Regions from separate parts of the Mus musculus genome. Here regions 1, 2, 4, 5, 6 and 7 are each linked to region 3. The links are chromatin contacts, called in public HiChIP or PLAC-seq and promoter capture Hi-C maps. All regions are on one chromosome and are shown on one strand. The core of a region is the stretch at or near the end of the contact, and the rest is flanking DNA. Distances in the headings are between cores, read along the strand shown.

Evidence for each region. Promoter capture Hi-C pulls out the DNA fragments that hold promoters and counts their contacts. HiChIP or PLAC-seq counts read pairs in DNA pulled down with a chosen protein or histone mark. Capture Hi-C pulls out chosen DNA fragments and counts their contacts.
Region 1: a promoter capture Hi-C map of cranial neural crest shows a contact between it and region 3. The contact joins the promoter of Gsta4 here to the promoter of Cox7a2 in region 3. A contact is called at or near these places in 2 of 39 promoter capture datasets (cranial neural crest and embryonic stem cells).
Region 2: a promoter capture Hi-C map of pre-B cells shows a contact between it and region 3, with 6 times the contacts expected there. The contact joins the promoter of Fbxo9 here to the promoter of Cox7a2 in region 3. A contact is called at or near these places in 5 of 39 promoter capture datasets (erythroid cells, hippocampal neurons, liver and 1 more), 1 of 115 datasets of contacts at active chromatin or transcription factors (astrocytes) and 1 of 9 other capture datasets (pancreatic islet).
Region 4: a contact with region 3 is called in a promoter capture Hi-C map of stem cell-derived epiblast-like cells, with 3 times the contacts expected there. The contact joins the promoter of Ddx43 here to the promoter of Cox7a2 in region 3. A contact is called at or near these places in 9 of 39 promoter capture datasets (the 3T3-L1 cell line, the C10 cell line, cranial neural crest and 6 more).
Region 5: a contact with region 3 is called in a promoter capture Hi-C map of embryonic stem cells, with 5 times the contacts expected there. The contact joins the promoter of D430036J16Rik here to the promoter of Cox7a2 in region 3. A contact is called at or near these places in 1 of 39 promoter capture datasets (embryonic stem cells) and 1 of 115 datasets of contacts at active chromatin or transcription factors (stem cell-derived neural progenitor cells).
Region 6: an H3K27ac HiChIP or PLAC-seq map of embryonic stem cells shows a contact between it and region 3, with 2.5 times the contacts expected there. The contact joins the promoter of Ooep here to the promoter of Cox7a2 in region 3. A contact is called at or near these places in 6 of 39 promoter capture datasets (cranial neural crest, erythroid cells, frontonasal cranial neural crest and 3 more) and 1 of 115 datasets of contacts at active chromatin or transcription factors (embryonic stem cells).
Region 7: a promoter capture Hi-C map of pancreatic islet shows a contact between it and region 3. The contact joins the promoter of Mto1 here to the promoter of Cox7a2 in region 3. A contact is called at or near these places in 2 of 39 promoter capture datasets (hippocampal neurons and liver), 2 of 484 Hi-C or Micro-C datasets (cerebellum and uterus), 5 of 115 datasets of contacts at active chromatin or transcription factors (acute myeloid leukemia, embryonic forebrain, large pre-B cells and 2 more) and 1 of 9 other capture datasets (pancreatic islet).

Annotation. Positions count from the first base shown.
Region 1 is chr9:78,190,427-78,193,248 of GRCm38.p6, reverse strand. Gsta4 (glutathione S-transferase, alpha 4) reads right to left here and starts at 1,283. Exons shown (of 7, transcript NM_010357.3): 1 at 1,185-1,283.
Region 2 is chr9:78,107,348-78,110,116 of GRCm38.p6, reverse strand. It overlaps Fbxo9 (f-box protein 9), which reads left to right and starts at 1,461. Exons shown (of 13, transcript NM_023605.2): 1 at 1,461-1,826. The coding sequence starts at 1,824. It also overlaps a transcript of Cilk1 not described here.
Region 3 is chr9:79,758,517-79,761,216 of GRCm38.p6, reverse strand. Cox7a2 (cytochrome c oxidase subunit 7A2) reads left to right here and starts at 1,364. Exons shown (of 4, transcript NM_009945.3): 1 at 1,364-1,577; 2 at 2,638-2,700. The coding sequence starts at 1,560. It also overlaps the pseudogene Gm51685.
Region 4 is chr9:78,394,384-78,397,083 of GRCm38.p6, reverse strand. It overlaps Ddx43 (DEAD box helicase 43), which reads right to left and starts at 1,307. Exons shown (of 17, transcript NM_001191044.1): 1 at 958-1,307. The coding sequence starts at 1,204.
Region 5 is chr9:81,630,549-81,633,248 of GRCm38.p6, reverse strand. It overlaps D430036J16Rik (RIKEN cDNA D430036J16 gene), which reads right to left and starts at 1,319. Exons shown (of 3, transcript NR_040395.1): 1 at 970-1,319. It overlaps Htr1b (5-hydroxytryptamine (serotonin) receptor 1B), which reads left to right. Exons shown (of 2, transcript NM_010482.2): 2 at 378-2,700. The coding sequence starts at 697. The coding sequence ends at 1,857.
Region 6 is chr9:78,377,262-78,379,961 of GRCm38.p6, reverse strand. Ooep (oocyte expressed protein) reads left to right here and starts at 1,374. Exons shown (of 3, transcript NM_026480.3): 1 at 1,374-1,608; 2 at 1,805-1,987; 3 at 2,271-2,700. The coding sequence starts at 1,434. The coding sequence ends at 2,407.
Region 7 is chr9:78,446,749-78,449,552 of GRCm38.p6, reverse strand. Mto1 (mitochondrial tRNA translation optimization 1) reads right to left here and starts at 1,343. Exons shown (of 12, transcript NM_026658.2): 1 at 1,043-1,343; 2 at 1-134. The coding sequence starts at 1,256.

The DNA.
Region 1 (2,822 bases), core at 34-2,533, 1.6 Mb after region 3:
AAAAGTTGGTTGTTAATCAAAAGGGGGTATGAGTCTCAGGGGAGGCTACGGGATGCTGCTTTCTTGTTCCCAAGGCTGGCATTTGCGCTCCCGAGTACGTACACACACACACACACACACACACACACACACACACACACACACACACACACACACACACACACACACACACACACACACACACACACACACACGAGCATCGTCACAGGGAGGGAGTGCTAACTGCTCTGACTCCACACAGGGCCAGGAGAGTGTAGGATTTGATGTGCAGGTTTCTCAGGTCTCTTCAACTTTTGAAGTTATAATGTGTGAGGGTGTTTTGGTGTGCCCAGTCATACTTAAGCTGTGCACAGACAACGCACGCGTGTCCATTGGATAGATGTCCATTTGCTATTTTCTTCAGAATCATGAGAGACTAGAAGTTAGACAGACAGGGAGAGGGGCCATGGATATGTAAGAAACCTGATGAACTTCCAAGATGGCTGGCTTCTTCTATACCCTCCAGGCTGAGACAAAAGCCTGGCCCCTTAAAACCAGGGCCTTGCAGGCTTTTACCTCCCAGCAGCAGGCCACTGCTGAGGGACTAACTCAACACCTTCTAGGCCATCTGGATTAGGGCTGGTTTACACGAGAGTCACAGGCCAGAGAAACTTCTTTTCTTTAAAGTGATTACCCTATATTGGGGGGGGGGGGTCTTCAGAGACTAAACAAACAAACAAACAAACAAATCCAGCCCTCGAGAAGAGATCGGGGATTTTTAGATTTTGTGGCTTCAGTGTTGCAGATCTTTTCTCTGTGTGTCTGCTGCATGTGGGTGGTTGCTTGCCTCCAGCAAGCCCCCTTCTTCAGCTGCTGAGTCTCTGCTCCTGTCTGCAGGGTTTGAGATTTCTTCACTGCTATCTGTTGCAGTTGAAATTCCTCCTGCCTTTTAATTACTTAAATGGCAGAGAAAACGAACCCTACCAAGACCTTTAGACCATACCAACCGCTCATCTACTAGGCAGAAAAAATTTGTGCCTTTTATTTGGCCTAAACAAGCTTTGAGATAGTGAACAGCAAATAAATCACAAAGTTAAAACAATTGCGGATTATAAACTGTAGCTTTAGCAAAATTATGTAACTACTCAGTGCAAGAGGAGTACACACACACACACGCACGCACACACATGTACGCACTCACTCACCTTATTCTTGTGGGATTGTTGTCTCCAGGCACTGGAAAGAAGCGGTTCTGCGAGCGAAAGTTCACCGTCCTGCAGGTCGTTTTGGAAGCTCCGCCCACCAGCCATTGAACATTTAAGAAATGTACACGCCCCCTAGGCACGTTGGTTAACGCTTTGTTTCCCGGGGAGAAGAACAGGTTTGCTCTAAAAGTTTTCGCTGACTCATTACTGAGTACACTCTTTGGGGGTGCTGACGCGAGGACTCCGATTCCTGTGCTGGAAGTGTTTACATTCTCTACGGGGGAACCCAGTAATATAAGCAGTTCAGATAAATGCACTGTATTCAAAATAACTATAACATCAACCTATTGAAAGGTTAGAGCTTGCAGATTTGTGAATTCATTGTATTCATTGCCAACAAAAGTACAGTAGAGAGGAATCAGCGACTGGGAGCATCGTGCTGTGGTCCATTCTTGTGATGCTAAAATAGACACTCAAGACTTTATTTTTGAAAACAAATTAGAGACGTACAGTTCTGGAGGTTGGGCAAGCCAAAATTGAGGGGCTTTCTTTCACTTGCTGAGGATGGGGTAAAATAAAAGAAAAAAAAAAGTGTGCCCTCCCTTGACGAGAGAGAAAGCGGCAAGCTCGTGCATTCACCTTAGGGGTGGACTCCCGATGAATGGGAAACTTTGCCCCCTCCCTCTCTTTCTCCTTAAAGAATTTTTTCCCCTTTCATTTTACCCTGTAGAATGGGGCAGATGGTTAAAAAGGCATGACCGCCATTCCTGGAACAGTCATAGGCAGCCCATCAAGAACCGTTTGTAGTTAAGGTTACAGGTGGGGCATAGCTCTGCCTTTGAGAAACAGAGGTACAGTCATGAACAGGAATAAACCTAGTTTGTCTTTACTGTAGGACGGCTTTGAAGCCTAAAACTGAGGCAAGCTAGTTCTTCAGTACCTAACCCGCTCCTCAGTGACATTAATTCACTCGTGACAGCGGAGCCCTCATCCACCTTATCACCTCTTTAAAAGTGCTGCCCCTCAAACCAGTTGCCCCAATGCAAAATGGCTTACGTTTCTGTAACAGGCTGGCAAAAATACATTTGAAAAGAGACACTTTGTGTCTCTCAGTCCGACTATCAGACTACGGAAACAATGGACCTCAAAGAAAAGGGACACTCCCCAGGAATCCAGTCAGAGGGGGATCTTGTCTCCTGGGAAACATTCCTTTGGCACAGTTTCTAAGAGTTAGTCAGAACGTCTTACAAGATGAGACTGAAGCACAGAAAAGCAGTGAGCACACGTGACCACTGCCTAGACCAGGACCGCTTAGATGTGCGTGCCTGAGGCTCTCTGGTTAAACTCTGAACTCACTTCAGTACCTGGAAGATGGACTTGAGGTGGGGAAGATGGGTGTGTCCCTGGATGCCTGGATCCCTGTTCTTTTTCCATATTGACTAAGTTTCCTTTTTCTGCTCTCTGCCCCCACCCCCACCCCCGGCCCCCCAAGACAGGCTTTCTCTGGTCTAGCCCGGCAGCCCTGGAATTTGCTCCCTAGACTAGGTTGGCCTCAAACTTACAGAGGTCTGCCTGCCTTTGCTGGGATTAAATCAAATTTAATTGTAGATCAATCATCTTAACTCTTAAAGGTGAGAG
Region 2 (2,769 bases), core at 212-2,711, 1.7 Mb after region 3:
CGACCGGAAGGGGAACTTCGGAGGACAAGGAAGCTCAAAGCTTTAGTTAAGGAATGTAAAAGCATTCTTGGTCTCTAGCTAGAAAAAGTTTACCTGGTTCTGCCTGAATCTCATGGTGGCTTCTAGGGAATGACACCCTAGATTCTGGAAGAAAAATGACATTGTCTTAAATTGATTTCACCTTCCTAGGGGTAATCCCATGGGCCAAGTCCCTGACCTATATCCCACTAGATTAGTCTATAAGGGAGGAGCCAAGGACAGTCTCCACCTAGAGGTGGATTCCATTATTTACAAAATCTGCCGAGAATAGGTGACAGTGCTCAGCCCTAAATGGGACATATCTATATCCACTCCCCAGCCCCCAGCTCCGGGAACATTAAAGAAGATGGGGTGGAGAGAATGTAAGAGCCCGGGGACAGGAAAGAGTGTTCCGAGATGCTGTCTTTTGGATATGTCACGACAGGTGTATTCATCAGCCTACTGAAATTATGATAATTTCTACAAAATCAGGCCCAAAAGATAAGGCAATATTCCAGCATTAACTGGACTCAGTGGAATACAAACTAACTAAATAGACAACATACACAGGATTTGCAATTTCTTACTGTAATCAAGTTGCACCCCTCCCCTTTTACCTCCATGTCTTTGCCGAAGACGTACTTCATTTCTGAGCTCCAGAATAAAGTAGCACAATAAAATTTTAAGTTCTGTGAAGTCGGGTGAATGTAGCGTCCTGGCTGTTAGGTTCTAACACTTACAGAAACTCAATAAATGTTGTCTAAATGTCTGTCAGAGGCCAGGAAGCCCGTAAGTTTTGCTAGCATATGCCTGTAGGTGAAAAAGTTCTAAAATGTGCAATCCAAGTGCCTTCTATTGACGTGGAATCGGATGTTTGGACTGTAAGAAGTGGCACCGGGTTGGGGGTGGGTGGGTGTAAGTTCCGGCTCAACGTGGAACATTTGACTACAAATCCCAGCGTCCCTTGTAGTGTCCACTCCTTCAGGAGTCGGGTTTCAGGCCTTGAAAAGGGCCGTCCTTCCCCCGTTGTATTGTGGGATCTGTAGTTCGACGTGACTTGCGTTGGCTGTTACCACTCTCCGGCTGCACACATGAGCGTACGTTTTCTTCGGTTCAGAGTCTGTGGGGTTCAATGATTGTTGAGTTTTCGCTCTCTTTTCTCATTCTGACAGGGCACCCAGTGTCCAGGGCGCCTAAAGTACTGTCCCCTAATGTCCAATTAGGATCGACTCAGGGGGCTCTACTCCAAATTCAGGTTCAAACATTTTGAGCTAACGTCTGCTCCTTCCTGCCTGGGTGTTCTCAGCATCAAACAGGCGGGCTGAGTGAGGCGGGCCAGCTTAGCTCCACCGACGGCTGCACACAGTAGGCCCATCACCCTAGCTCGCGACGGGTGGCTGGTAGCCAAGCAGGCGGCGGCGACGGCGACGACGGCATTGCGCATGCGCGGCGCGGCGGCGCAGTTTCCGCAGCAGAGCAGGCAGCTCCGCCGCTGCGTCCAGACGTCTCCTGCTGGGCCGACGCTCAGCTCTTCGCTCGGTGCTCGGCCTCCGCTGGCGACCGGCGACCCCTCCGCAGCTCGAGTCCCCGGCCGCCGCAGCGCGCCTGCCTCCGGCCCCCTGTCCCGCGAAAATGGCTGCCGTACGCCGGGCCCGCAGTTATTGCCGCTGCCTGGTGCGCTTCTCCGACCGAGAACTCTGCTAAGCCGCGCTGCAGCAGACGGGCAGGAGTAGACACCGGGCAGCCGCCACCCCTCCGGGAGCCGGGCGCGGGAAGCCCCTCGACTGGGCCGGCCGCCGGCCAGCATGGTAACCGAGGAGGGAGGGCAGCAAGGGCCGGGTGGTGAGGGCAGGGTTTGACGGATAGCCGAGGAAAGGCCCGCTTCGGTCACTCCAGACTGTCCGAGCTGGGAGTCGGGTCTCAGGTGACCTGTCCTGGCTTCTGCACAAGGGAGGTGGCCCTGGCAAGCGGTGACACTTGTTGATCGCTTCTGTTCTGGCAGCCCGGCCCATAGATGATTTCGGGAGCTCCACGTTTGGGACGCACGCCCTCGAGGTGTCAGTGGCCCTGGTAGGATATTCGCAGGCAGTGCTGGCAAACTGGACTTGGAGGGATTCTTGCCAAGTTTCTTGATAGCGAGGGCCTAAGCCGCTTCTCTGCTGTGCGGACGGAGAGACTGCGCCAAGCTCCATGTGTGACAGCTCCGGTCTCACGGGACTGTTGCATGGAGTATGTAGGCTCTGCAGTGACTTAAGAAACTAGTTTCCGGCTAGGGCTGGATGATTTAAGAATGAAAGATACCAGACTGACTGGGAGAACACTCAAGTGGCTTTTTTTTTTTTTTTAACATGAATTGGCTGCAACGGTTTATTTTATGAAACTAGTCTGGTGCACAGAAAACACACTAATTGATTCTTCTTCTAAACTTTCAAAAGTAGTCCTCAAACCACGATTAAGCCCTTAACCTTCTTTATGTTCAGTTAATCTCATCTGCGAAGAAACTAACCCACTAAACTATACCATGATGCTTGAGTAATTTTCAACTATGAAAATACTGATGATTAACTAAGCTCCTGCTTATTTCAAGTGGGATTAAAATCGACTAAATGTAGTAAAATTCCAGTTCCTACTGTCAAAATCAAGGTTAACAATGGATTCTGTTCTGAGATAGGCATTCTGTATTCAACTAGTTATTTTTGAGCCTCCGACTAGCCTGGCATGGTGTGGGGTTTGGTGCAGTACCAGATCTTC
Region 3 (2,700 bases), core at 115-2,614:
TAGTAGGCCTATTTTTTTCTAAGATTTACTTATTATTATATGTAAGTAGCTGACTTCAGACACACCAGAAGAGGTAATCAGATCTCATTATGGGTGGTTGTGAGCCACCATGTGGTTGCTGGGATTTGAACTTAGGACCTTCAGAAGAGCAGTCAGCGCTCTTACCCGTTGAGCCATCTCACCAGCCCCCCTAGTAGGCCCATTTTTATTAGTGTTAGGGGAATGGTAAGTATACAGTCGGTTCTGGGAAAACTTATATCCTGTGGTGAAACAGCGACAGCAGCACAAACTTTAACGAATTCCAATTACAGACAATAAATGTAAAAAACAAAACAAAAAAAAAAAAAAAACAAAACTCCCCATCCCCAGCTGTTGGTAATTATGCTCGATGGTACATTGAATAATTAAGAGGTGGTAGAAAAAAAGTCAGTTATAATGGGTGTTTATAAACTTGGTAAGGAAGAAAATTTAGACTGTGTTGGGGGTACAGTAGGTTATGAAGAAAAAAGTACCCCAAGATTTGAAGGAATTAAGCATTACCAGTTTTTATTCACGCAACACTGTGGAACCCGTTTATCATTAGCTTTTACCTGAAATGGCAATGAAGTCGTTTCTGAGTTTGCAAAAGGGTGGAAAGACATTTGTATTGTTGAGTAGATTATTTTTACTTGTACATTAGTGTGCAGAAGAATAAAGGCAGTTGTAAGGAGGAATAGTTATGCAAGACTGATGCAAAATGCTAACAGCCTATCTGTAAAATACGCGCACTTCTGACAGCTCCATCCAGGAGTGAAATGTGCTGCGGATCTGAGAAAGCACGACACAGTCGATATTTGTGTTGAACGTGGATTTAAAAATGTATTCCCCTCTTTTCAGCGTTTTCCCAGACTCAATAACGAAGTCAGCCAGTTCCAGTCTGGGGACACAGGAAGAGCTTCCAGCACAAGGAGTTTAGCAGAAGATCCACAGGTTGGCATACCTGTGGATGCCAACATCGGTCGTTCCTATATGATCTCAGCACAAAGACTAACGCCTCCCACTTTCATCTGTGGAAGACAAACCCTAAAACTGGACTCTATCCGTATTAAGAGGAGCTTTTGAATATTTAAGCTTGTACGACGTAGCTTTGACATCCATTGTTCCTTCAGACTGTAAACAATGGCTCAAAGCCTTCTCACAAGACAAGCTACTTTCCGGGTAGTCTGGTTGTCCACTGACTTCACCAGAGCGTATGAAGAGGGCTGCAAGACTTCACGCCTCTCCATTGCGGGTGGCGTTTGCTTTCCATTGTGATTCTGGGTCCGGCGGCAGGCGCGGCAGGGCGGAGCCAAGTGGTAAGGATAGCTTCGGAGGTCCGGAGGCTAGACGGGCCGCTGCGAGAAGTCGCTCTGGCTCGCCTTCCGCTCTCTATGGTCGGGAGCGCGAGCCCCTCCTCTTCCCGGAACGAGCCCTCTTGCTCGACGCGCGCGCAGCGCTAGGAGGGAGTTCCGTTTCCGGTCTGGTGGCTTTCGATTTTTGGCGTTCAGTAGTCGCGGTTGGTGGGTAACAACCGAGCCAAGATGTTGCGGAATCTGCTGGTAGGTAGCTTTGGGGGTTTGGCTGGTACTGGAGTGTCGGGGCGGAGGGTCAGGCATCCTGACAGAAAGGCGTGCTGGAAATGTGGCAGAAGACAGCAGCCGGAGTCACCTTGGCCGCGCGTCCTTTTCCCTGACCTTCCGTCCACTCGCCCCTGGCTGTTTCTGGGTAGTCGTAGAGGGAAGAGCAGGATCGCATTTGGTTCTTGGTCACTACAGCTTACCGTTGCTTATGGCTATGACTGTAGCTCTGACGTAGGCTCCAGTGGGGGGATCTTGGACACCTGGAAAACCTAGGTGGAAGGTGGCTTTTTGTTGTCATTTTGTTTTGTATCATAGTGAAAAGATAAAATTTTACCTGATTCAAAGAAGTAAGCCAAAGAACTAAATTGTACAGTTTTAGTTGGGATTTAATGGGTTTCATGATTGAAGTGTAATGACGATTCAGAATTACCTTTAACACTTGGTGAATATTTCTCCAAAATTTAAAAAGGTGTGTTTTGATTTTATTTTGTAATCGTTTAACACAATTAAGACTTAACACCAATTACATTTTTCTTAGATGTCCAGGAGTGTTCTAGCATGTGCCCTCCACTGCAAAGTAATTTTTCAGTGCCTTGGCTATCCTGGAACTAAATCTGTAGACTAGCATGGCCTCTGCCTCCCTAGTGCTGCGATTAAAGTCTTGAGCCTCCACTACCCTGCCAGGAATAGATTTTTGACATAGGCAAATATTAAATGAAAATGTTAGAACTTATAAGATGTCTATATCATTTATTTTTCTGTATATCAGCATGTTTTGTTCTATAAAATACTACTGATTAATTTCAGGCACAGGTTATATATAGGTCATGGTTTCTGAAGACTATGATATGTAACATGAAGCACAGAGCAGAGAATAGACAACATGTAGAAAATCTGGATGCTAGTCTTGGATAGTACTGACAAGTTCGATAATGCTTTAAATCTCAGCTTCCTTTCAGTGTGAAGGGTTGGAAGTTGCCTTTACAGGTTTCTTTGGACTCTTAGGTCTTGTTCGATGCATGTGAATTTTCTGTTTCAGGCCCTTCGTCAGATTGCCCAGAGGACCATCAGCACCACTTCACGAAGGCATTTTGAAAACAAG
Region 4 (2,700 bases), core at 58-2,557, 1.4 Mb after region 3:
AAAGATAGGCTTAACTCTTATGAAGCTCTGGGTTCAATCCTGAGTTCAAAGAAAGAAAAAGAGAGGGAAGAAGGAAGTGGGGTGGGAGAAGATGAACAGTAGAGGAAAAAATAAAGATTGTCATATTTTAACACACACTGGAATAAACCATCTAGGTTGCAAGGCTAGGGATGTAGCTCAGGATGCACCTAATTATTTGGGATGCACTGGGTTCAATACCCAGAATAAGAAACAAACAAACAAACAAACACAGTAGCATGCACAACCAACGAGTCGTGTGTATTCCAATGCCTAGACTTCACTGCTTCTTGCAGCGGGTCTAATATCTGTCGCAAACCTATTGGTTCTCTGGTGAGCTTCCCGTTCAAATACTGGGCTTCTTGTTCAGATTGGGAGGGGTGGGGAGGGCGGGGGAGCTTGGACCCTGCAAACGGAATCTTTGTCTATTCTAGTAACCAGCCTTAAAACATACGATTAAATGCCACAAAGCAGGCTTTTAGAACTAAATATATTCACTTCACGGACCCCAACCCACCCCCCAAAAAGCCCTATAACTGAAACTAAGAATTGAAGCCAACTGAGGGAAACATCTCCATCACTGTAAAATGCATCTCAGAAAAGTTGAAAATTGCGCATCTAAGACTCCCGCGTACTGCTCTCCGCAGTTACATTCACCTCAAGTTAAACCTCCTGGCAGAGACGAAGCTGCGGCTCTGACCTGACACTAAAGCACACTAGGTGTGAAAACGACCTAGAGGGTGATGGCTGCACCTCCGCACTGAGCTGCTGGCCCCTGCGGGAAACCGGAAAGACCTTTACCGCGGATGCCGCGCGAGTCTTCCAGGAGGTTCTCTCCCACACACGCCCCGGCCCGCCATAGAACTGCGCCCCCGCGCTGCTGGAGCCCCGACGCCGCCGCCCCGTCATGCAGCGAGCCTGGGCGCCGCCGGCGCTCACCTATCACCGCGCCCACCACATCGTTCTTCACCCCGAAGCAGAGCGGCGGTTCGCGGCGGCCGGCGGCCGTAGCCTCGGCGGCCCCGGCGGGCTCTCTCCAGCCGCCGCCCGCACCCCTGCTACCGACCCGGCCTCTCCGGTTCGTCTCCTCCGTCGCTGTCCGGTCGGCGCCCCGGGACCCGGTCGAGCTTCGCCGGGGAGCAACGCCCGAGGAGGAAGCGTTGGCTGCGGGTTCCCGCCTAGACATGGCTCTGAGGAGAGCCGCGCGTCGCACGTCGTTCCAGACTCAGCTGCACAGGCCGCGGCGTCGGAAAAACTCCGCTGCCGCCCGCGAGCTCGCCCGCCAGTCCTCTGCGCGCTCATTGGCCGCCGCGCTTCGGGGGCGGGGCCTGGCTGGCCTGACCAATCGGCGCTTGCAACCGAGCGGCCACCTGGACCCCTATTTGCCCGGCTAGTGTCTGGCTGGGAACATCAGCTTGAGGACAGTGCGTCTCCGTGCCACGGAAACGATCCCAACCGTGCCTCGAAATTCAGGTTCATGACGGGCTAATGTACAGGCTTGAGATCTGGGGCAGGAGGGTCTGCGTGACAATTACTTTCAGGCTCTATCTTAAAATAACTCGATGAAAGCGCTTGCCTAAGCGCAGGATACCCTATCTACACTCCCCAATACCTAAAGTTAAAAAAAAAAAAAAATAGCACTGCCTGAAGCACACCCAGCTTTGCAAGGATTTTGGAGCTGGACACAGTCCTCCAGGCCTGGCCTAAGCTCCAGCATCCTTTGCTGGGATTGGGATCCTCGAATTGTCAGACTAGATCACAGGTCAACCATCCATCAAACAGAGGACACGCAGAATCTTAGCATTGAATGTCTTGTAGGAGACACTGAGGAAAAACTGGAAGGTTGGGTCCATCCTGGGTTAAATAAATTACATCAAATTATATTATATAATACTATGTATACTAATATCTTTGAAGATAGCCTTAATTCTCCTGCCTGGGAGTGGGCACTCAAGTGCTGGGCTTATAGATGAATTTCATGACACACAGATGTAGCAACAGTATCTCTTGATACAATACTCTCTGGGGGAATGTGAATAAAACACCAAACTATCAAAGCATCTTGGACTTACACAGAAACATCGAGCAAAATAAAAAATAAGCCAATCACAAAACATGTCTTGACTGTGCTTGAGGATTTAAAGTAATCCAAACAGCATAGAATGGGGGTGTGGACACGGGGGAGCCAGGAGAAGCCAGAAGTAGAGCAAATCTTAAATGTCCATGCAGACTCTGATCCTGAAGTGGGTGGATAACCGCCTTCAGAAGTGACTGCTGGTTTTGATGTGCTAACGTCGCTGGGTGTTTGTTGGGCCCGGCTGTTCATGAGAGGTTTTGTTTAGCAGCTTTCTTGCAATGCCTTTGTCTGGTATTAGCATTTGGGTAATGAACCTTTTCCAGAAACTAGAAGCAGAAAGAATTATATTCTACCTCCTCTGAGAAGGTCAGACTTTCCCGCCACAGATACTGAGCTGTTTTGGGAACTGGATTTTAAGCAATGACCTCTTAGTTTAGTCTCTTCTACTATAACCGATGTACTGCTCTGGAGAAATGATAGGGGTGCTGTCCACCGTCATGAGGGGAAAGCTGCTGGGTAAATTGGAAATCGTGACGACTCCTAGGAGGGAGAGGAGAAGAGAGGGAGAAAGTGGGGTAACAGCAAGCTTCCTGCTTTTCTGTACT
Region 5 (2,700 bases), core at 70-2,569, 1.9 Mb before region 3:
TCTGGTGGCCGGGTCTCCACGGGGCAGCTCGCTGGTGTGGCCAGCGTGTGAAAAGGGAGGGAGTGCGGCGCCCAGGCTGCTGGCGCCGCGCGGCTGGCTCGCAGACTTCACAATCCCCAAGTCAGGCGGCGGCCAAAGAAAGTGGCGGAGCTCCGGGCTTGTAGGGGGCATGGGGTGGGGATGCAAGCCCAGGACTCTGCACTGGCCTGCAAGCTTCGGTCTGCACAGCCAGCAAACTCCTTCGGGCGGAGTCTGCAGATTCCGGAGCGCCCGGGTTAGGAGAAGCTGAGACCTGAGCAATTGGGGTAAGAGGTCCCACTAGACCCCGAGACCCCTCTACAAGCGATACTTAGTCCTTCTCCACTGTTTGCCTCCAGGGAACCTGAGAGAAGCTGGACTGGGTGGGCCAGTGCTTTATTCACCCGGGCGAAGACGGGGAGTGGAGAGGAGCTAGCAGACGCGGCAGCAGCGCCTGGCGCACTGGAAGTGCAGGGGACGCGCCCGCAGGCTTGGTGGCCGCGCCTGTGACCTCTCCTTTGGGCTGAGAACACAGGCGGAGGAGTTACTGAGGAGCCCACGGAACTGGCTAGCCAAAGGAGACAAGCCTATAGTCTCCATGATCCTCCCGTCCTCTGTTCTTTCCCTGGTCCGCTCCATGTTCAAGAGCTGCGCTCCGCAGCCAGGACGAGGAGAGCTATGGAGGAGCAGGGTATTCAGTGCGCCCCGCCGCCTCCCGCCGCCTCCCAGACAGGGGTACCTCTCACCAACCTCTCCCACAACTGCAGCGCCGACGGCTACATTTACCAGGACTCCATCGCCCTGCCCTGGAAAGTCCTGCTGGTTGCTTTGTTGGCGCTCATCACCTTGGCCACCACGCTCTCCAACGCCTTTGTAATCGCTACGGTGTATCGGACCCGGAAGCTACACACCCCGGCTAACTACCTGATCGCCTCTCTGGCAGTCACTGACCTGCTCGTGTCCATCCTGGTGATGCCCATCAGCACCATGTACACGGTCACTGGACGCTGGACACTAGGCCAGGTGGTCTGCGACTTCTGGCTGTCGTCGGATATCACCTGTTGCACTGCTTCCATCATGCATCTCTGTGTCATCGCCCTGGACCGCTACTGGGCCATCACCGATGCGGTGGAGTATTCTGCTAAAAGGACTCCCAAAAGGGCGGCCATCATGATCGTGCTGGTGTGGGTCTTCTCCATCTCTATTTCGTTGCCACCCTTCTTCTGGCGTCAAGCCAAAGCAGAGGAGGAGATGCTGGACTGCTTTGTGAACACCGACCACGTCCTCTACACGGTCTACTCCACGGTGGGCGCTTTCTATTTACCCACCCTGCTCCTCATCGCCCTCTATGGCCGCATCTATGTGGAAGCCCGCTCTCGGATTTTGAAACAGACACCCAACAAGACCGGCAAGCGCTTGACCCGAGCCCAGTTGATAACAGACTCCCCGGGATCCACATCCTCGGTCACCTCCATTAACTCCCGGGCTCCGGACGTGCCCAGTGAGTCCGGGTCTCCTGTGTACGTGAACCAAGTCAAAGTGCGAGTCTCAGACGCCCTGCTGGAAAAGAAGAAACTCATGGCCGCTAGGGAGCGCAAAGCCACCAAGACCCTAGGGATCATTTTAGGAGCATTTATTGTGTGTTGGCTGCCCTTCTTCATCATCTCCCTGGTGATGCCTATCTGTAAGGATGCCTGCTGGTTTCACATGGCCATTTTTGACTTCTTCAATTGGTTAGGCTATCTTAACTCCCTCATCAACCCCATCATCTACACCATGTCCAATGAGGACTTCAAACAAGCGTTCCACAAACTGATACGCTTTAAGTGCGCAGGTTGACTTGTCAATGGCAGTGGGGTCGCCTAAGCGACCTTTGGGGACCAAGTTGGGTCTTTTCACAGGTAGGTCAAATCTTCTTTCCCTGTTACTGGGTGGAAGCAAGGCTCTCTCTTCTGGGCAAGGGCAATGGATCCTCAGAGGCCCCGGCAGAAGCCTAGCTTCTCTGAGAGAGCACTCTGGAATGTGAACAACGCAAACTACTGTAAAGCTTCCATACCCGAGGAACTTAGCTTCCTCCACTCAAAGTCCGGGCTCAGCACAGATCCTCCAGCAGCCATTCACACAAAAGGTTGCAACTTTTTAACATTGGTGATGGATGGGTATCCCTGCCCCGTTTTGTATCATGGATGTTGTTGCCCTCTAAGCCAGTAGCACTTGTAGATGTTGTCTGAGGCCTGAGACACCTCTACATACAGCCTGGCAGTACTTGAACTTGACAATTAATACTCTATGCTCTGGGGAGAACTCTGTGTTACAGCTTAAGTTTTAAACACTTTGGCATCCTTCAGTCTTCATTTATTTATTTAAATTTGGTCGGAGAAACTTGTGGATTTGGTGCTTCAAACACTGAATGTGGCTTGGACGGCACAGAGCAACCTTGAAGAGTTAACAGCAAAATTCTGATGCTAAGATCTCTATTTTTATTACAATCAAAAATTATATGGGGGTGGTGGGTGGGCATGGGAGAAGGGGAGTGATACTCAGAATCAACACCTAAGATTGTTTGTTTTCTGCAGATTTCTAATTTTTTTAATTCCTGTTTAGTGATCGTCAATCCACAGCTCTTAACAACTCAAAACATGATGTGTGCTAGTGCCAAAGTCTGCAGGCTGCTTTGTTTTC
Region 6 (2,700 bases), core at 125-2,624, 1.4 Mb after region 3:
AAGAAAGAATAAAACTTAGAGAAAACAGGATGGATCTCTCACAGTACCCTGCTGCACGAACTGTAAGCTGTTCTGACCAGTCCCTCCAGAGATAACAGGGGAGACAAAAGTGTTGGAAGTCTTGGTTGTTGCTTGGCTTGGGTTGGGTACAAAGAGTTTAAGGCTACAGATAAAATGAGGTGCAATAGTCACATGACCTCCACCTTCCTCTTAATCAAACTCAAACCCAGACAGCTGGAGGTTAAGACAGTTGGCACTCCTGTCTCCCCCCACCCACCAAGCCTATCAAAGAGTGGGAGCATTTTAACTCTCTGGGGGCTGGCATGGGCTTAGCAAGTAAGGTACAGTGATATTATCTACCTGGGATGCTAGGATTAAAAAACAACAACCAAACAACAACAAAACCCCCCAAAACAAACAAACAAAAAACTCTGCCTCCAAAACAAAAGGAAATCACAAATTAACTGTCGTCCAGATGAGAATGGTCAGGGATTGTCTTCCTCACAGATCTTTGAAAAACTGATGCAGACAAACAACACTTGTGGCTAGCCCCAGCTCCCTAAGGGAATCTGAAAATACAGACACAGGGTGTGTGTGTGGTGGTGGTGGTGTCGGGGGAGGGTAACATAGGGTTGGGCTTGGTGTGTGCTTGTTGGTTTTTGTTTTTGTTTTTGGTTTTTCGAGACAGGGCTGGTGTGTGCTTGTTAAGTAAAAGTAACTTCAGCTGGGAGCATCTCCAGAAAACAGCTCAAGCAAATGTATGGACCTGCGGGAAGCTGTTCTGTATTTCCAGAGGGCAGGCAGGCTTGTCAGCACTGCTGACAGAAACAGAGCAGCCCTCGGGACAGGGAATGACAACCAGCGAGACATGCAAACCTTGACAGACATCGTTGTATTAGGTTTAAAATGATTAAAAAAAAAAAAAAACCTTAATCAGGAATTAATTCCACTTAAAGAAGAAATGACACAGGATTAGAAATAAAATCTGTCAAACTTGTGATGTTTGTTTCAAAACCCACTTCTGTCTTTTAGATTAAAACACGAATCTGTGTTGTAAAGGATTTCTAAAGGTAACAATTCAGACAGCAGACGAGGCACATTCTACAGACTCTACTAGCCTACCCTGGGCTATATCTTTGAAAGTAACACGGAATTAAGTAGAGCACAGGAGGTGATTCCAATTAAGCCACCAAATCAAATTCTTCGTGTCAGCAGTATCCTGGGCAGGGCCTAGAATGTGACAGTCTGAAGACCTGGTAGAGGACCTTTGTTAGTGTTGGCAGACCCAGCCTACCCACTTGCGCGGTGCGCGCCTTGCTGGAGGGGGGGGGGGGGCGCCGGCGTGGCATAGAAGGGGCGGGGTCGGGCTGGGCAGCTTTGAAAAGCGAGACCAGACCGGCTGCCAAGCAGCGCCCCGTCCTCCTGCTTGCAGTATGGCATCCCACACGGCTGATGCTGACGCCAAGCCAGACTCTGACTCTCAGAAGCTGCTTAACGTCCTGCCTGTGTCCCTGAGACTTCGCACTCGGCCCTGGTGGTTCCCAATTCAGGAAGTCAGTAATCCTCTGGTGCTCTACATGGAAGCCTGGGTGGCAGAAAGGGTCATAGGTGAGCTCACCCCAGGGGGGTCTGGGTTAGCTCTCTGTATCCTTTTAGGGGCAGCAAAGGTTTGGGTTAGCTCTCTGTACTCTGCTAGGGGCAGCAAGTCCATGCCCCATCCCTCAGTCTAATCTGCCCTTCAAAGACCGCGCCTTCCCATCTGAAGCCGTTCTAATTGCTTAGAGTCTCTTCCTCACCTGTTTAGGCACAGACCAAGCGGAAATCTCAGAAATAGAGTGGATGTGCCAAGCCCTGCTGACAGTGGACTCCGTCAACTCTGGGAACCTAGCTGAAATCACCATCTTTGGACAACCCAGTGCACAGACGCGAATGAAAAATATTCTCTTGAACATGGCGGCCTGGCACAAAGAAAACGAACTCCAAAGAGGTAAGGGATTTTGACGACCCACCTGGGGAGTAAGCCGCGGGAGAGTCTCAGCTTCTCACAATTTCTTTCAGTTTCCAAACACCAGGAAACTACATTGTCCCTGGGTATCCCTTTCCAAAGCCCTTAAATGGCAGGAAGGTAGGGAAAGACCGACACACCAAGGTCCATTAACCCCCCCTGCTCAGCCATAGGCACCAGTCTTCCCAGATTCCAGGTCCAGAAGCCCTTCTCTTTAAAACTCTGCGCCCCTCCCGCCTGACTGTTGGTGTTGATCCTTTTCCAGCTGTGAAGGTGAAAGAAGTTGAAGAGTTCTTGAAAATTCGTGCCTCCTCAATCCTAAGCAAGTTAAGTAAGAAAGGGCTAAAACTGGCTGGCTTTCCGCTTCCGCTGGAGGGAAGAGAAACACAGATGGAGTCTTAAATCACTACACGTATTTTCTTACCCGCCTTCACGAGCACCTCCTGTTTATTTTTCTTTGCAAATAGCAATTTGTAGAACTATTCCAATATAAAAAATTTTTTTTGGTATGCTGTTGGTTTGATCACATACAGTAAAATTTATAAACACTTGAGTATTCAGTTGATGGTTCGGGGAGTATGTAGGTTGTATTCCTACGGTTTCTAACAACACTTCAGTCTGGCCCTCAAGAATGGCACAGTTGACTTAAAAGTGGGCCCTAACTCCTGTGTCAAGCAAGTTTTTTTTTTTTGTTT
Region 7 (2,804 bases), core at 94-2,593, 1.3 Mb after region 3:
ACGCCGGTTTAGCACTTTGTAATGTATACCAGACTGGTCACAGATCCGGGAACACAGACCATCCAAGGCATCCACTTCTCTCATCAAATGCCCCTTTCCGATGCCACCAAAGGAAGGATTACAGGACATCTGACCTAAAGAGAATGGATATGATCATAATAGAGTACCCTGTACATATTACTTAATAAAGAGTGCTCGGAAAGGTAATCAGACTAATCAGATTCATTTAAAACAATAAACCCCAACACGCTCTCCTCTAACTTCAAAGAGAGGAGGAATTAGCAGAAAATGGGCGACTCATTCCCGTTCTCTGCATTCCTATGGACTCTATCGTCTAAGCCAAGTTACCTTTCTTCTTTGAAGCCAAGGAATACTTGATAATGTACCACCTTCCTTCATCACTTTGGTCAGGCGTGATTGGGTACACCTTGAATCCCAGCACTCAGGAGGCTGAGGCAGATGGATCACTGTGACTTCCAAGCCAGCTTGGTCTACACAGCACTGTCTCATTTATGAGAATCATTAGTAGGCCTCTGAAATGTTTTTTAGACATATCCTACAGCGTTGATAGAACACAGGTTTTGCACTACTGTGTATATGTCTAAAAGAATTTAAATCTGTGTGAAGTGACAAGTGGACTTCTATATTTAACGAGACACTACTCGCCAGAGCCTAGAAGCGGGATCAGCCTAATGTTTATCAAGTGTCGGATGGATAATGAAAACGAGGTGCGTAAGCTGAGGCGCCTATCAGCACAAAACACGCAATGGAAATACGGAACGCGACAAGCGGCGGCAGAGCTTGACAAGCTCTCCGTGGACGCACCACGTCGGTCGCTTAACAAGACGGGTGTGAAAATGTTAACTCGGGATTTCTCTGAGATGACAATACGGGGAGGGTCAACCCAGCGACCTGCCCAGCAGCCGCCGTGGCTTTCAGTCCTCCGCTCCCTGACCCCGGGCACCGGCCACTCCGGTCCACCGCAACCCTGCCCGCGCTCGGTCGGACGTAGAGTTCCCGCCGCGGCCGCGGGGCTCCTCACCGATCGTGTCCACGCGGTGCGTGAGAAGCAGGGTCCGCGAGCCACAGCGAGCGGCGGCGGCGGCCGCCTCGGTCCCCGCGTGCCCTCCTCCGATAACTACCACGTCGAAGTGCGGGGTGCAGGGCGCCGCGCTGTCGCTGCGGAGGCGACGCAAAGGCAGCCGTCTGCCGAGGGACGCTGCGGCCCAATGGCCACGGCCTCGGAGAAGGAACATGTTGAGGGAAGCTAGCTAGAGACGCCCGGAACTGTCACCGGAGTAGAAGCCAGCTGGGCGTCGCCATCTTGGCCGAGTCAGCGCGTAGCGCGCCTGCGTCCAGCGACGCTTTTGATTGGCGGGTTGGAGCTTCGCCGCGGGGAGGTGCGCGCAGGCCCTGTGCGTTCTCCCCCCCCCTTCCTCCCCCCGCAGGTACTTTCAGCGCTGGCGGGAGATTCTATCTTGGAGGTTGAGGTTAGGCTTTTCCCGTGGACTTGTCTTTATCGCCAGGTTGCCACCTATGAACAATAAATTTGATCATTTCGCCTCAAAATCTTCTGAGAGGTTAGTCGACTAAGGCAATCCGAGTTCTAATCCTCATCTTGAAGGCCATCTGGGTCTACAAATGAATATCACGTCTCCAAATCAAAACTCCATTATTTATATACAGCTTAAACATTTTTTTGACATTTATTTTATGTGTATGATTGTTTTGCCTGTGCATGTGGTGTATGGGTGTGTGGGTGTGCGCGCGCGCCTCGATCTAGCCTATTCCCACAAAAGTCAGAAGAGTGCATCAGATTTTCTGGAGCAATAAAAGGTTATGAGCCACTATGTGGGTGCTGAGAATCAAACACGGCAGGTTCTCTGCAAAGAGCAAGAGATCTTGTTCACTGAGCCATTTCTCTGGTTCCTATTTAAACATAATATACACACAAGACATGGAGAATTAAAAAATGTGTAACTCCTACAAAGTGCTCTGTCCCTACTTTAAAGGAATGCCAGTCTTTTGTTGCTAGTAGCTATTTTTATATGCATATACAAGTTTTCCTCTGAGTTGAAATATTCCTTCCTAGAGGAGGGAGTCTCATAAAAGTCCAGAAGTGAACAAAGTTTACAGGTTCAGTCCCAGGAAGATTTATAAATTGCCAGGCCCACCCCTACTTCAGGCTATACAAGCAGGGACCATTGCTAGGGGGTAGACTCCAGGACCATCAGATGTGCAAGTCCTTCGGGGGCTCAGGGATACAACTTTTGTGAGTTGTCATCCATACTGCCCTGGACTTTTGTAATGCAGTCTTTGAGTCATCCACACTCCTGTAAATACCTCCAAAAAACTTATAGTTTCACTAAATTATATTTGAGTGGAATAATTTTCTTTGGCTTGTTCTTGGTGCCCTCAGGTAAATATACATTTATTCACATTTTCACAGGAGGGGGAAAACTCACACGGCACAGGAACGCTAGTATTTTGTATATAAATTCTGTGATTATACTATCTTTCACTTTATTCCCCTCCATTTAACTATATATATTTAAATTTTTAATTGCATGTATTCATTTGCATGTGAGTATGTGTATGGGCTTACTCATACTACAGTGCACATATGGAGATCTACTTGAGAGAGTCAGTTCTCCTCATCCTGTGGGTTCTGGGAATTGAACCCACATCATCAGATTTGACAGCAGATATTTTTACCTGCCAATCATCTGTCCAGTCCCCTTAACAATATATTTGCTTAGCTGGGCACGATGGTGCACAACTCAGGCAGAGCTCTGAGTCTGAGG